Regions from separate parts of the Mus musculus genome. Here region 1 is linked to region 2. The links are chromatin contacts, called in public Hi-C maps. All regions are on one chromosome and are shown on one strand. Each heading gives the region's core, a stretch centred on a gene start, on an enhancer-like site or on the middle of the called end of the contact. The rest is flanking DNA. Distances are from core to core; before and after follow the strand shown. Region 1 overlaps Cep131 (centrosomal protein 131). Region 2 holds the start of Endov (endonuclease V).

What was found. A called contact is a pair of places that touch in the nucleus more often than the background predicts.
Region 1: a contact with region 2 is called in a Hi-C map of bone marrow-derived macrophages, with 16 read pairs. The contact joins the enhancer-like site here to the promoter of Endov in region 2. A contact is called at or near these places in 1 of 39 promoter capture datasets (neural stem cells), 3 of 484 Hi-C or Micro-C datasets (CD8 T cells, bone marrow-derived macrophages and olfactory sensory neurons), 8 of 115 datasets of contacts at active chromatin or transcription factors (astrocytes, embryonic forebrain, embryonic hindbrain and 5 more) and 2 of 9 other capture datasets (adipose tissue and macrophages).

What each region holds. Positions count from the first base shown.
Region 1 is chr11:120,069,781-120,073,595 of GRCm38.p6, reverse strand. It overlaps Cep131 (centrosomal protein 131), which reads left to right. Exons shown (of 26, transcript NM_009734.3): 9 at 352-468; 10 at 620-758; 11 at 1,092-1,186; 12 at 1,537-1,719; 13 at 2,061-2,237; 14 at 2,694-2,804; 15 at 2,986-3,111; 16 at 3,191-3,307. Among named protein-coding and RNA genes, the nearest start is that of Cep131, 15 kb to the left of the region's middle. Within about 2 kb of position 2,350, at least 24 of the 459 cell types and tissues checked have an H3K27ac peak or open chromatin away from gene starts, as enhancers often do. A contact at or near this core is called in bone marrow-derived macrophages, where this site is marked.
Region 2 is chr11:119,489,682-119,493,118 of GRCm38.p6, reverse strand. Endov (endonuclease V) reads right to left here and starts at 1,772. Exons shown (of 9, transcript NM_001164636.1): 1 at 1,660-1,772; 2 at 1,163-1,334. The coding sequence starts at 1,715. A930037H05Rik (RIKEN cDNA A930037H05 gene) reads left to right here and starts at 1,884. Exons shown (of 4, transcript NR_153849.1): 1 at 1,884-2,076.

The DNA of each region.
Region 1 (3,815 bases), core at 1,101-3,600, 580 kb before region 2:
GCTGCTGTTGGGTTGATGTACCAAGAGACCAGCCAGTGCCAGGATGATTCCCTGAGCAAGATCTGGGCTGAGTGCTACAGAGCTGTGTCTCCCTGATATGCCTGCATCTCAGTGTGGGTCTGGCCCTCTGCTGGGCCAAGTGCTACAGAGCTGTGTCTCCCTGATATGCCTGCATCTCAGTGTGGGTCTGGCCCTCTGCTGGGCCAAGGTGGCAGGTTCATTGTTCTAAGCAGTCTCACCCACCTTCTAAGCTAGTGGACGCTCGGTGCCCCGTGGAGACCTCCCAGTTGGTTTCAGGGCTCTGCCCATCTTCCAGTTCTGTAAAGTTTGTGGATTTGGCTTCCCTGGCAGGGGCAGAGGCAACGGTTGGGAGGTGGGAACCTTCTGGAACTGCACCGGCAGGAGGAGGCAGCAAGGAAGAAGGCCCGGGAGGAAAAGGCTCGTCAGGCCAGGCAGGCAGCCATTCAGGTACTGGGTACTCCAGGTGTCATCCCTCAGCCCATAGCCCATTCTGTGTGACACTGATGCTTGGAGACACTGAGCCTCAGGGGAGCTGGGCTGCAAGAGGGTCAGGGGACACCCTGCTTTAGCGGGCTGCTCAGAGGTGCTCCTCTGTCAGGAACAACAGAAACGAGCCCAGAAGGCAAGTGAGGCCGAACACAGACGGCCTAAGGACAGACCAGAGACCCGAGCACCGGAGCAGCCTCGACCCATGCAGGAGCCAGGCTGCGTCACACACCCTAAGGCCAACAACGCTGGTGAGTGAGTCTGTCTACCCGACCCTGGGAGGCCTACAGTGAGGTGAAACTGGAGGCTCATACGGCCAGGCACGGGGACTTTTACCTGCAGACCTGGGATCCCACTGCTCCCACTTGTGCTGCCTGGGTCACTTGTGGTGCTAGACTCTAGGGTGGCCAGGCCTCAACAATCCTAGCAGTGGCTCCTGCACTTGGGTTGCACTGGCTCCCCGCACAGCATCGCACCCCGGAAGACCAGAGCCCCCTAGTGTCTCTTTGGTTTCTACCTGGCTCCTCCCCAGATTCTCTCCAAGGTCAGGCCCTGGAGGAATGACAGTGCATTCTGTTTTACAGGTGCCAGCATCTACCCCACAGGCCCCGCGGACCCCTGCCCTCCTGCCTCTGAATCATCTCCAGAGCAATGGCAGTCTCCAGAGGACAAGCCACAGGTCTGGACATGTCCGTGCCTGGCTGGCCTAAGCTTCTCCTCAGCTTTGGGGTCCTTTGTTTCCTGAAAGAGCCCAAAGGGCTGCTGTTGTGGTGTGAGACAGAGGCCTGCTGATCTTGCTATGGGGAGGTCTCAGATCCACTCTGAAATCCTGCCAGTTCACATTCATTAGGGGACAGCAAGGCCACAGGCTGCTCAGTGTGACACTGGGCCGGAACCTTTCTCCTTTGAGGACAGCACCTGAGTCATGTGCCAAGTGGTGGATGCACTGGCCCACGGGGACCATGGGTGCGTGGGGTGACTTAGCTACCTCTGGCCTGACCTCTCTCCCTCCTGACCTGTCTACTACAGGACATCCATTCCCAGGGGGAAGCCAGACAAGACCTGGCAGTGTCAGGCTCTTCCAGGGGCAAGGCCAGGGCCAGAGCAACCCTGGACGATCTTCTGGACACACTGAAGCTGCTGGAGGAGGAGCCAGAGCCGCTGCCTCACCCCAAGGCCTACCATAAGGACAGATATGCCTGGACTGACGAGGTGAGCAGGCGCTGGGCACTCACACCATCCCCTGCAGGGAGGCCTCCATGCAGGTCAGGGGAGCATGGGCCACCATGTTCCTGCTTTAGTTGAGACCTAACAAGGTCCAGCTGTGCCTGTTGACTCCCTCCTGTCTGGTCTCCTTGAGGTTGGGACACAGTGACCCAGGAGGGTACACACCTCTCCTGCTGTGGCAATACTCTCAAAGGTCTGAGCACCTAGGGAGGCCACGGCCACAGCAAGGCCTGCCCCACATACACACACACACACAAACACTGCCCCTGTCCCTGAGGGACCCTAAGTTCTCAGGCTCCTCTGAGCCCCCAATGCTGGCCCTGCAGGAAGAGGATGCCAACTCCCTGACAGCTGACAACCTGGAGAAGTTTGGGAAACTCAGCGCAGCCCCTGGCCCCCCTGATGACGGGACCCTGCTCTCGGAGGCCAAGCTTCAGAGCATTATGACCTTCCTGGATGAGATGGAGAAGTCAGGACAGGAGCGGCCAGCACCCTGGCGGGAGGTAGTCAGCCGCCACAATGGGAAGTGATCATTCGAAAGGCCCCAGTGCAGCCTCCCTGAGCCCCAAACAGAAGTGAAAGCCAGCAGGGCCGCCTTGTTCTGCCCTGGCATCCTCTCTAGAGGTCATCCTGTCCACGTGGGTGGTCTGTGGTCTGTGTCCTGAATGAACAGCGGTGACCACAATGAAAACAGGGATACGGCTTGTTTTCATGGGGCAGGAAGGTCAGGAGAGGGCAGACCAGGCCTCGTGGTCTGTGTTTGAGCATCGAGGTATAGGCCTCCTCTGCACTGATTAATAAACCCGGTCTCCATGGCTGACCTGTTGCCCAGGTGTCCCACATAGCTGTCCCCTCGCAGCGGGGTGGGACAGGGGGCATGTAGTGACTCCCTGTGGAGGGTGGGCATCAGGTAGGCAGTAACTGCTGGGTGGCCTGCCTGAGGACTGCCATATCCTTAGAGCCTGGTGCTAGAGGCGGGCTCAGGATCCGAGGGAAGCACGTCTGTGATGCGGCTGAAGCTGGAGCTGGAGGAGAAGAAACAGGCCATGGCTCTGCTGCAGAGAGCTCTGGTGAGACCATGAGCTGTCATCCCAGGGCCACGCTGGGACGGGGCCTGACCATGAGCCATCACCCCAGGGCCACGCTGGCACGGGGCCTGCCAGCATCTTGCCCAGGGGTCAGAGCCATTGCTGCCCCACACGGCAGGGATTCAACACCACCATCTCCTGTCTATCCCCCCTCCTCCCACAGGCGCAACAGCGTGACCTCACTGTTCGACGTGTTAAGGAGACAGAGAAGGAGCTGACCCGGCAGCTGCGGCAGCAGAAGGAGCAGTATGAGGCCACCATCCAACGGCACTTGTCCTTCATTGACCAGGTGACAGTCGGGGACGCAGTGCTGGCCCACTGAGGGACCGGAGGGTGGACACCAGATCCTCACCCTACCCCTATCACAGCTGATTGAAGACAAGAAAGTTCTGAGCGAGAAGTGTGAGGCAGTGGTGGCCGAGCTGAAGCACGGGGACCAGCGGTGTCGGGAGCGCGTGGCCCAGATGCAGGAGCAGCACGAACTGGTGAGCTCCTTGGCCGATGCCAGGCTGTGATGAGGTCCCTGGGGCAGTGGCAGCCCTGGCTATCCTGGAACTCACACTATAGACCAGGCCAGCCTTGAACTCACAGAGACACCCGCCTGTCTCTGTCTCCTCAGCATCCACTACTGCCTGGCCTGCCTTTGTTCCCTTGTTTGTTATTTTGGAGGGAGTTGGGGGCTGGGAGATGTGTGTGTGTGTGTGTGTGTGTGTGTGTGTGCGTGTGCGTGTGCGTGAGCGTGTGTGTAGTCCTGTTCCTTCTTCTTGAACTGCATCCAGGTGTTCAACAGGGACAGGTGCTGAGGCGTGGACAGCCACATCCCAGGTCAGCATGCACAGCCTACCTGGCCCTTCACACAGGACATGCCATGGACTCAGGAGTCCAAGCCTGGCCTACTCCAGTGGCAGGTGTCCTGGGTGACAGAACCTGCTCAGTGCAGCTGCACCAGGCTCCTCCAGCTCCCTCCTGATTGGCCTGCAGATGCTGGTTAAC
Region 2 (3,437 bases), core at 523-3,022:
GTCCAAAATGGCAGCGCCTATCAAAATAGAGGCACTATGACATCTCCTCAGCCCAAGGCCATCACAGGAGCTGTCCATGGTGGCAGCACCTTTCCTGCCTCAGCCTACTTCTGTCCTGAGGAGCTGTCCACAGTGGTGAGACCTTCTTTCAATGCCCCAGCCTACAGCCTTGATGAAGCACCACTACCGGAGTTGTTCACAGAGGCAGCACCTCTCTCCAGCCTCCCCAGCAGCCTCAGAGATGGCACCTCAGCAAAAGCTGGCTGCCACCAGGAAGGACTTCCTACTCTAAGTCATGGCCCTAATACAGGGAAAGGAGGTGAAAAATCCAATGATCCCTGAGCCCACCCCAAGCTCAGGACTTGAGATCCCACAAATCCTCATTCTGGAAATCTCTGCCCTGAGAAGCTCTGTCCCCTCAGAAATCCTATAAAAGCACTGCCCCTTTGTCCAGTTTCCTGCTGTCTGCCCCCCCCCCCCCCCCCCCCCCCCCGAGAGCAGAGGGCAGCCATTCCTAGATTAGTCCCTCCTCCTCCTCCTGGAGTCTTCCCTCCAATAAATCTCTTTCATAAAATTTCCTGCTTGGTGTAACTCTCCTGTCAGAAAAGAAGCAAGGAAGAGAAGAGAAGAGAAGAGAAGTGGAGAGAGCGGGGCTGAGGCTTCCTCTCAGAGCTGTGTGGTTCCCGGGTCCTTGTGTCTCACGATGCCTTTCCATTGGGACACCTTTCCCCTCAGAATTTTAAGGTCCCTGGGCTTCCGAGTCCCTTCCATCTGATCAGAAACACAACAACCAGACCTGGAATTGTCTGTCGATCCTTTAAAAACTACTTTTAATTCACCATTTGTGTACATATATGTAGACCCGTGGGAGTTTATGTACATCACAAGCATCCTGGTGCCCATATTTCCTCTGCTTTTTGCTTTTGAAAACTTTTCTTCAAAGGCATTCCAATCTATTCATTACACTCTACAAACGGGGTGGAAGTGTATCAGTCCCTTGCCTAACACATTCGAGGGCCTGAGTCGGCTTCCTAGCATCAAATATATATATATACACTACGGGGTGCAAGTATTAAAAAAAAAAAGTAAATTTTATAAAACTGGACCCTGGCTCTCTGCCTACGATCGAACTGCACCGGGCGCAACATCCCACCCGGGTTACCTTGAGCTCGGGGTAGCTCAGCACTACCAGGGAAGCGCAGGCCCGGACACTGTCCCCTTTCACGAAGGACACATCCACGCCCCCGACCTTCTGCAGGCCCGAGAAGCTGGGGTCCCGCTGCCAGGCCTCCGTGTCCCGATCCACCACGCGCGCTTTCAGCCGGGCTTGTTCCCTAATAGGACACGAACATCAAACGGGCTCAGGGCCCATGGGAAGAGCGCGACGCTCGGGGCGTCCCCCCTCCCAGCCCACCCTCTCTCCTTTTTGTCCATCAAGCCACACTGAGAAGGAAAAGCTCTCGGCGATGGGAATCCCCGGTACCGGAAACGAGGACCACGCCCACAAAGGCTGGCTGCAACTTCCGGCAGCCGGCGGCCCGGAGCAGGCCTGTGCCGCAGCACCGAGGGTCAGTTTCCCAGCCGCCACAGGGGCTGTGAGGTCGGAGGTCACTGGAGAAGGCCACCCCCTTGGCTAATGCACGACCCCGACCCCATTACCCTTTCCACAGCGACAGGGTTTCCTCTGGCGGCCGCTCAGCGGCCGTGTGAGCCATGGCTAGCGCCTCGAGGCTTTGAGGACGTCACTTCCGGAGCGCCGGCGCCGAGCTGTTAGCCTCGCTCGTTTAGCGTCCCTCCGCTTCAGCTGAGGTTGCCGCCACCAGGGGCCGCTGTCACAGCAGTGCTGGGCGCCGAGCGCTGACTTCTTCCCGCGCGACTCTCTCAGATGCCGGCGTCCCGTCCCGTAGGTGGGTTGGCGCACAGGTTTGGGAAATGCAAGCCCAGCTCTGCGCCTTACCTGGCGCCTCCAGCCCTCCAGCAGCTTCGGCCCCGCTCTGAAAAGATTGGCCAGCAGTTGCATCCCTCGCACACACGGAGCCCTGAGCCCTGGGGTAACGCGGTTCCAATTACTGCCAGGTTCGGGTCCGCACATCGACACATTGCGTATGAGCACGCGCTTGCGGAGCAGAAAACCTCTGTGCAAACTTGAGACACCTTTGCAGCATAGATTTTTTCAGTTGTACCGATTGTGAGAAATTAGTCCGGAATAAGAACTCAAAAACCAGTGAAGTCGAGGGTCCTGGGCGTGGGCGCACTCCATTAATTCCAGCATTTGAGTAAAGAGGATCCCTGAATACGAGGCCAGCCTGGTTTACAGTAATTGAGTTCTAAGACAACCAGGACTACACGGAGAAATCCCATTTCGAAAAAACAAAAACAAAGGATCCTCCAGACCAGGGTGTGTGTGTGTGTTAGTTAGGGTTCTTCTAGAGGAAGAGAACCGATAGAAAATACATAAAGGGGATTTAGAGCTTGCCATAAGCAGGCAAAAAACAAAAGCTTCCTTCTTTCATGTCTTTTTATACAGGCTGCCACCAGAAGGTGTGTCCTAGATAGAGGGCAGGTATCTGGACTCTTAGGTTTTAGTTCATTCCAGATATAGCCAAGTCCACAAACAAGATTAGGCACTACAGGGTGTCAACCCAAAACAAAACGCAAAGTTGGCTATGCTCAACGATTTGGTGCAGAACTGTAGTTTTTATATTCTTGATTGCATTAGTCTGCCTCATTCATTTCCTGCTGGGTGAGTACTTAATGAGGACCAGTCTTTCTGTTTCTAGTATAGGTCTCTTACCCCAAATACCCATCCTGTCCGTTTAGTACCCAGAGCCTTACCTAATGTGTATCTCCCTCTCAATGACATGAGCTCAGCAGACTGTAGTGTTTTTTTTTTTTCTTAGAGATTTATTTTCATTCTTGTAAGTCTGGTAACGAATGCAGGTGCCCACGGAGACCAGAAGAGTTAGATTCCCCTGGAGCTCAAGTTACAGGAGCCTGTGGTCCTCTTGACATGGGTGCTAGGCATTGAATTTGGGCCCTCTGAAACAGCAGCACATATTTGGCAATTGCTGAACCAGCTCTCCAGCTCTAGATTGTAGCCTTTTGTTTGTCTTTACCTTAAGACAAAAGAGCCAAGGCCAGCAGGTACCAGCAGGAAGGACTGGGGTTTGCGACCTCTTGCTTTTTTATGATCTGGTAAACTTAAGTGTATCTAAGGTACCTTCTCTGGTATTAGAAACGGATGGTTCATATTTTATTTCTTAGACCAGTAGTTCCTTAGGGATCTCTTCCTTCTGAGTTCTGGGAAATGCTGGCATTGAGTCCAGAACAAGAAAATGGGAGAGTATGTAGAACTGTACTGTGCTGTTGTGAGGGAAAAATCATAAACAAACATGGGAAGAGGACTTTGAACTGGAGGTGGGAATGGCCTGTGTGAG